Regions from separate parts of the Zea mays genome. Here all the other regions are linked to region 2. A link is a contact called in public Hi-C data. All regions are on one chromosome and are shown on one strand. Each heading gives the region's core, a stretch centred on a gene start, on an enhancer-like site or on the middle of the called end of the contact. The rest is flanking DNA. Distances are from core to core; before and after follow the strand shown.

Evidence for each region. Hi-C and Micro-C count contacts between places; a contact is called where the count stands out from the background.
Region 1: a contact with region 2 is called in a Hi-C map of leaf, with 5 times the contacts expected there. The contact joins the promoter of LOC732790 here to the promoter of LOC100283887 in region 2. A contact is called at or near these places in 2 of 25 Hi-C or Micro-C datasets (ear and leaf).
Region 3: a contact with region 2 is called in a Hi-C map of tassel, with 3 times the contacts expected there. The contact joins the promoter of LOC100278846 here to the promoter of LOC100283887 in region 2. A contact is called at or near these places in 2 of 25 Hi-C or Micro-C datasets (ear and tassel).

What each region holds. Positions count from the first base shown.
Region 1 is chr2:67,449,716-67,452,415 of Zm-B73-REFERENCE-NAM-5.0, forward strand. LOC732790 (high chlorophyll fluorescence106) reads right to left here and starts at 1,350. Exons shown (of 7, transcript NM_001112408.1): 1 at 1,294-1,350; 2 at 1,130-1,292; 3 at 865-989. The coding sequence starts at 1,292.
Region 2 is chr2:68,122,474-68,125,173 of Zm-B73-REFERENCE-NAM-5.0, forward strand. LOC100283887 reads left to right here and starts at 1,286. Exons shown (of 11, transcript NM_001156785.1): 1 at 1,286-1,484.
Region 3 is chr2:67,295,708-67,298,407 of Zm-B73-REFERENCE-NAM-5.0, forward strand. LOC100278846 (Protein AUXIN SIGNALING F-BOX 3) reads left to right here and starts at 1,296. Exons shown (of 5, transcript XM_008671272.3): 1 at 1,296-1,905; 2 at 2,007-2,700. The coding sequence starts at 2,436.

The DNA.
Region 1 (2,700 bases), core at 100-2,599, 670 kb before region 2:
ACTACAATATATTTTTCCTAAAACTTTTTAAAATGGCCAGTTTTCGACGACAATGATGCTGAGAGTTCAAAGAATGTTTACAAAGCAAAACTCTAAAATATAGAAACAGGATGGTGTTTGGAGTCATGATAAAAATTCCATAGTTCCAACAGAGTTCACGATTAAAGCCTATTAGGGAGGAACTTAATAGCTTACTGCCCTAGACTATCAGCAGATCAGCTAAGTATCACATCAGAATCAAACATAAGAAGACATGTAATTTCCTGTAGCCAACAAAAGAACAGAGTGATAGGGGGAAATTCTTTTGGTTACCATGAAGCTTATTGTTTAAAACTAAAAGTTGATTAACAATGACACAGTTCCAGAGGCAGATGAAAGTGTAAACAGCTTCCAATTATGAATGGCAGGTTCATAATAGTAATAACTCAACAATTGATACCATGGGATGGTCATTAGTCCCAAGACATATAATGTCATTTCTGGTGCAACTGGTCCATAGAGTTAAGGGGGAATATGTACGCATAATTACAGCAGGTCGGCAGCTGATGGATAATGCCAAAAAAAATAGAGCAACTAAGCATAAGGGACCTGAGCGCCTGAACTGAGAATTATGCGCTGGGATGAATCTGAATGGCCAAAGGGCTCAACAGTGAGGTAAAGAAGTTAGAGAGGGTTCTTACATAATACTACTGAAGTTGGGTTTTTTTTTGGATTGAAATTCCATACCATACCTATAGGTCAATCTTGTCGATCAGTGTTCTCAATTACTAGCACCACCCAAGCACATTAACGACTTAACGAGTGAATAGCCCCAAGAAGGCAAGAACAGAAAGCTGACAAGGCTTGTAGACGCAGGTAATTTACCTCTGCTAGACCCTTGGGGCCGAATACCAACAAGGCGACTACTCCAATGACCAGTGCTTCGGGAGCTCCAACTCCAAACAGGGAAGCACATATAACGTTTCTGCGGCGTGTTCTGCTCCCTACAGCTAGACTCCAAAGAAAGACAAAATCAGCGTGCCAGCACGAGAGTGCGAAAAGATTTGGATTTGATTCCGCACATCAAAGAACCCCCAAGAACAGGACGCTCAGAGCAATCTATTCCACGGGTAGCAGGGTTCGCTCATACCAACGAAAGAAGAGACCATCCGGGTCTGTATGGAGCCCCACTCCACGCCCTTCCAGCAGGGACGAGGCTGGTGGCGGACGCGCGGGGGGAGCTGGAGGCGGCGCACATCAGAGATGGGGACGAATGGGGGAGCCGGGAGGAGGAGGTTCGCCGTCGGCGTCATTCGATCGGGGTTCACCGTTCACAGGTTGGAGATAGGGGATTTGCCTGTGGACCGCCTACTCAAAGATAGCTGCAGGATGCTTTTAGCACAGCTGATTGGTACAACCTGAGCCGTCTGATTCGGATCCGACCACGTAGATGGCGTACAGTACAGTACAACAGAGGTTGTTAAGGCCCTAGAGATGGCAATGACACCATGATCCGATACCCGATGAGTATTTACTCCATTAGGGTACGTATCTGGACTAAATATTATACTCATCAGTTTTTATTGGACAAAAACTTTTACATATGGATAAACGGGTACTAGAACATTCTACCCTCACCCATACCCGTTAACACATGGATATAAAATATCCGGTATAAACTTGGCCCAAAAGCATGAACTTGGGCTTCAATCATCCATTTTTTACTATTTAACAACCTTTTGAGTGATAGTGTCATAGAAGTCTTAACAACTATTTGATGACCATGTAATGTGTTATGTGGTACTACTTAGTGTTGTTACTTTATCCAATTATCTACGGTGTTGTTGAATGGATGATTGAATGATGCTAGAAATTTAATAGTGGTATTTAGATGAATATACTTAATGTTTGCATAATGTATTATTTTGATAGATGTTTAATCTTCGTGGGTACGAGTGACCCAATGGTGACCCATATCCATATAGGTATGGGTATGGGGGTAAATCTATATCCATCCTAGATAAAGGTAGACCTGACGAGATTATTTTTTTATCGTGGGTACGAGTATGGGTTAGTAATACCCGATGTATATTAGATCACCTTGAACATTTAGATCCTCTATTTGCAACTAATCCTCTGGCACTCAAACACTTCTTGAGTTGTGACACATGAATGCATTATGCACATCTACTAGCCTCTCAAATAACTCTAACTGGTATGCTACTTCGCCTTTTCATTCCAATATTTTGATCGGACTGGTGTACCTAGGCGATAATTCCCCTTTACTTTGAATCTATGTAGGCCTCGGATATGTGATACCTTGTGTTGGGGGCCTTCCTCTTATGAAGGTCCTCAAAAACACGACTAACCATTTGCTTTCAGCATATTATTGAATATTACAGGAGCTTCGTTGTAACACCCCTGATGTTTATATTCCGCTCGACAACGAGTATGGATTTAAGCACGTGATATTAGTAAATAAAATGAACACTAAGGTCTAATCATCTTCATCTATCGCGATTTTAATATCATATTTGTTTCTGTCTATTTAGACTCCTCCTAAAGTTTTCGCGAATTTTGGAACGTAATTGTTCTGAAAGTTTGCGAGTTATGCTCCTATTTAAAATTCATCGCTCGCGCAAATACGAATATGTAAGCTCGACCTACTCTTACGATTTTATCCCGGGCAAATTAATTTGAACTCGACGACTAAAATGTTCG
Region 2 (2,700 bases), core at 36-2,535:
ATTATCTCCCCAAGGATTTAATGAACTTCGGACGAAGGCCACGGGTAGAATACTACGAACGTCACACCTTCGTGACCAGACATAAAACAATGCGAAACAAGATATAAAACATTAAACATTGGAGAAAGATCTATTAAAATAAATAACATTGTTCACATATTTTGTAATATGAACTTAAATATTAAAACATAATATTTAAGTACATTTCTACCTTTGCCTTGGCAAAAAGTAGTAACTCCAGCGTAATGCGTTAGCGATTACAAGATTGCGTGAACAGTATAGGGATACTGTTCACCTATTTATAGGCACGGGGCACAGCCTGTGTAAAATTACATTTGTGTCCTTTACAATCGACTGCAATAATGACACAAAGCATCATGAGTCTTTAGGTCATTTCATCTTTAAGTCGGTTCACCCCTTCGTCTCGAGATCTGCTATTGTGCCGAAGCTTCATAAGTGATGGCTTCGGCGCTGCTCCTGATAGGATCTGCCGAAGGTGTTCTCTTTCTTTAGGATCTTCGGCTACGAAGCATACCCCAACAACCCCCGTCTAGGCGACTTTCAAGAATGTCCTTTATGCGACGACAAAAAGGTTGCTTGTACATGTTGCACTTATATTATTTTTTGGATGTAAATGTAGTATTAACATGAGCTAATTTCACCTCCATTCATGAAATGATTTTATCTTGTTATGTTTGTGTTTTTTGTGCTTCACTCTCAGCTAAGTTACCTATTTATTTATGTGTAACAAACTCACGGTACAAGGGAATCAACATTGGGTTTTGGATACTTTATAGCAGCACTCTAAACTGTTTTTTGGATTCCAGTAGTTGCAACAATATCACATAACCAAGGTTTATCTAGAGAGGTAATTGTTTTTAGCCTTTGCTCGTACTCTATTTCTGTGCCATTGTGTCGTTTCATAGATAGTTCCATTTTATAGCATTTAATTCTACCACGCTTGATTCATGTCCTGCTTCTGCTATGTATTGTGCTCCTTGTGCATCAACAAATTAATTAATTTGGTTTGGTTTATAGTGTTTTCAGAACATCCGATTAGTCACGATTAATCGGTGATTAATCGACTGATCGTAACTCCAGAGCCGATCAAGGTCAAGAGCCGATCAAGGTCAAGGGTAACGCCGCGATCAGTGCGATCAGATATCTGCCGATTAGTCAGCCTGACTAACTGGATTGAAATTCCGGCCCAGTGGCCCACTTCACTTGCCCGGCGGCCCAGCCCAGCTTCCTTTTTCTTAATTCCCACCACGTGAGCCGAAGCTGCACAACACAACCAAGAGCCAACAGAGCAACGCCCAGGCACACACGACACGAACCAGGCAACCAGCTGCCGAGGGAGGAACCCTAGCGGAACACTGTGCAGGTGACGGCGGCGCGCTACCGGTGACGGGGGATACGGCGGCATCGTCCCCCTCGGCCCCTCCTCCATCCCCGGCGCGGCGGCGCCAGCAGCCGGCCTGCAGGTACGGTCTCCAGTCTCCAGAATCCAGATTTAGAGCTTGTCTCTGTTTTCTGGTGTGCTCTGTTGTACTGTAGTCTGTAGGTATGGGCGTATGGTTGTTGGCCTGTTGCTGTCCATGTCCATGTTTGTTGGTTTTCAGTTTTACTTAGATGCTGAAAGCCTGAAACCTTCCAGTGATTATTTGCTTCATATTGTAGTATGGCTGTTGGCCTGTTGCTGCCCATGTCCATGGGCGTATCACGTATGGCTGTTTGCCTTGTTGAAAGCCTGAATCTGAAGCCATGTCCATGGGCGTGTGTGTGTATATATATAGGATCAAGACTACCCAGCCAGGTTCTACAGACCCTCAAAACCTTAATCGTTAGATCATCGCCGTTCTCATGAAGGTACTACACATTCTACTCTCTTGCCCTCTTCATAATTTGTAATCAATATAATCTGCATATTCTTCTTCACTCACCTTCATAACCATACCACACAAACACAGCAGCTCAAAGACTCTTTAACTACTGATGCTCACCTTTTTTGTATTGGTACCTATGTTGCATACCTATGATGAGCATCGTCACTTTTGGAGCACGAATGTTTTTGTGTACAAGTAACCAAACTGCTGAAACCTTCGCAGTGCTGATCCCCAGCCGTTGAATCCTGCTAATGATGTAATATATAAATTCGTACGAACCTGTCGGTTGACTATGTAGCTAATGTAACCGCTACATTAATCACCTCTGAACAATGTCCAACTCTTTCAATCACTGAACCTTGGTTTGCTTTGTCTTTGCTCTTATGTCCTTATTTACTCTCTGTCAAGCATACATAAACGGTTTGCCACGCGCGCATAGGCGCACACTATACACTAGTTTACTTTCTTCTCTAGCCGCCGCCGCCGTCGCCGGCCGGAACCTGGCGCCGAGCGCCCTTCTCTTCCTATCCAGCCGCAGCTGCCAGGGCGTAGTACTCCTGGCCGACGTCTCCCTCCTATCTTCCTGCGCATTCTCCTCTCTGGAAAGGTGAGCTGGTCAACGCCACTGCGCAGTACGTGTGCGCCAGTGCCTGTCGGCGGCCAACAGTTGTTGCTTTGCCTCTGTTGCTCGCCTTCTTTACAAAACTGCATCTCTAGTGAATAAAATAAAGAGATAGTAGACTTGATCTTGGCGCATGCTTGAAATTATTGATTGACTGATTGTGAAATGTGGATCAGTTAGTTGGTCGACAGG
Region 3 (2,700 bases), core at 46-2,545, 830 kb before region 2:
TTTAATATTAATGTTTTAGGTGCAGCTTGCTTGAATGCTGCTGCTGTGCTGAGAGACGGACGGATGGATGGACGCACGCAGTAGACTGGTCGTACATTCTCCGTATGCACCTGCGGACTGCGGTACGTACTAGTCCTGCGTGTGCCAATGTGCCATCGCAAGTTGCAGATCACCACGCCGCGCGAGCACAGGCGCAGGACATGACAGGACCCTTGCTTTTGCTTTCCTGTGGGCTCTTAATTACTTGGGGGCACCGATCGGCGATCGATTGTACTCCTATACATGGTGCCATGCAGTGCCTTGCAATCATCGCGCTGCAGTAGCTCGTCTTGGTCCATGTGTAGGGCTGAAAAATTAGCTCGAGGCTCGCGAGCCGGCTCGAGCTCGGTGCGGCTCGGCTCGGAGCGGCTCGCGAGCCTCGAACGAGCCGAGCCGAGCCTTTTCTTCGAAATCGTTTTTTCAGCGAGCCGAACCGAGCCAGCTCGCGAGCCGGCTCGCGAGCCTTGCAAAAATGATCAATTTATGGAATAATAATGAATATTAGATAATTTTATGGATAATAGATCATTTTTTAGTCTTTGATAATGAATATATAATGTTAATTCACCAAATAATGCAACGATAAGTACCAGAATATGGCTCGCGAGCCGAGCCGAGCCAGCTCGCGAGCCGAGCCGAGCCAGCTCGCGAGCCAAGGTCGAGCCGAGCCGAGCCTCTTTCGCCAGCTCGTGAAATGGACGAGCCGAGCCGAGCTCGTTCAGTCACCAAGCCGAGCTCGATTCGGCTCGTTTCCAGCCCTATCCATGTGTGCTATTGGTTTCTTAAATATTTACGTGTCGGGAATCAGTTTGTTGATCATTTTAAAAAGATTATTATTTTTAGACACATAATTTCTTATATACCACATTTCACCTATTGTTTATTACAATCAAGATACTTCAACATTTATTAATAAATATTACATATATAGTGATCTCGTAAGTTTGTGACTCGACTAATAAAAAACCCTACGAACAACATTTTATTGAAAAATTAACTTTTTTTAATTTTTTTTGTTAAGTTATTGATGAACTGGATTTCTAGCTGTAGAAGATATAATACGTTTACTTATCAAAAATTATATATCACATAGAATACAATTCTATCATGGAGGGAAAACAAAGATAAACATACAATGTCAAATAAATGATGAAAACATGGTATATCAGAGTTAAAAGAGTTAAAAGCCGAGACATTACTCAATCTACGATGAAAAAAGAAATAAGAGGTGTATAGCCGCCAAGCACAGATGGGGACCACTTGTGTGTGCGCTTAGCAATTTGTGCCCTTTTTCTGACACCCTCACTTCTTATCCGGAAGCGGTGGATAGGGACACATGCGCCCGCCCGGGTCGCATCCCGACCCGCGCCACCGGTCCGACCAGACCGCCGACCGGCTCAGCCGGTTCACCACTTCTCACTTCACCTGCCTGCCGCTTCCTGCTTTCCCGTTCCTGAAAGAGAGAGAAGCATATCCTCACTCTAGTCTCTCTCGCCCCATCCCCTTCCCCGTCCCTCCTCCAGCTCCCTCTCCTCCGGCTGCTGCCCCTCCACCGTCCGCCCCTCCTCCCCGCTGCCGGCCACTTCCGGACTTCCCCGCCGCGTTACCTCCTCCTCCTGGCGCTTCCCGCTTGGCGGTTGCCTGGGATTTACCCCCGCTCTGTTCCCCTTTCGGGGAACGCCTTCAGAGGCAGGACGGGTACTTGGTCCGGGAGGCGCGGCGACGGCGACAGCGGCGAGTGATTTTCGGTCGCCAGAGGGAGAGTTTTTTTTAACGGGGTTTTGGTGGGAAGGAAGGAGGCGGCCGCGAGTAGGCGAGACGTTCATGGGTTAGATCTGGCGGTCCGGCGGCGCGGATCTGAGCGAGGTAGGCTGTCGCATTTTTTGCCCCCTCGGGCGTCTGTTTCCATTTCCTTGCAGTTGCCTGCAGTTGGCAGGAGCTGAAGGCTACCCAATCTCTCTCTGCAGGTTTCGGTGGAGAGATCGGGTGGTGGTCACTATCTTCGCCTCATTTCGAGTAGATGGAGCGTCTCATGGCCAAATCGGGCATGTATGGCGGATTCTGCTACTGTCTGAAGCAGCGTTGCCTGCAGATCTGAAAGTCACTTGGTCTCCTTGCCCAGTTGACCTTACTGAATGACATTGCTTTCCGCGGTTTGACTGTCATTACATCCTTTTCGGTGTCTGATCAAAAATTTTTAGCACGAGATGACGTGCTTCTAGTTGTTGTTGATATCTTGTCCTGAGTTGAGTAAACCTGAAGCTGGAAAGGAGCGGATCACATTCGTGCTCTTGCTCTTGTTGACTTCTAGGTCTATCTTAGATACCTAGAGGCTGGAAGGGGTCAGATCCAGTTCCTGTGGTCCTAGTAACAAGGTCCTCTTGGGGGAAGGCGCCATGACCTACTTCCCCGAGGAGGTGGTAGAGCACATCTTCAGCTTCTTGCCATCGCACAGCGACCGGAACACGGTCTCCCTTGTGTGCAAGGTGTGGTATGAGGTCGAGAGGCTGAGCCGACGAGCGGTGTTCGTAGGGAACTGCTACGCTGTGCGCCCTGAGCGTGTGGTGCTGCGGTTCCCCAATATAAAGGCCCTCACGGTGAAGGGGAAGCCTCACTTTGCAGACTTCAACCTTGTGCCGCCTGATTGGGGTGGCTACGCAG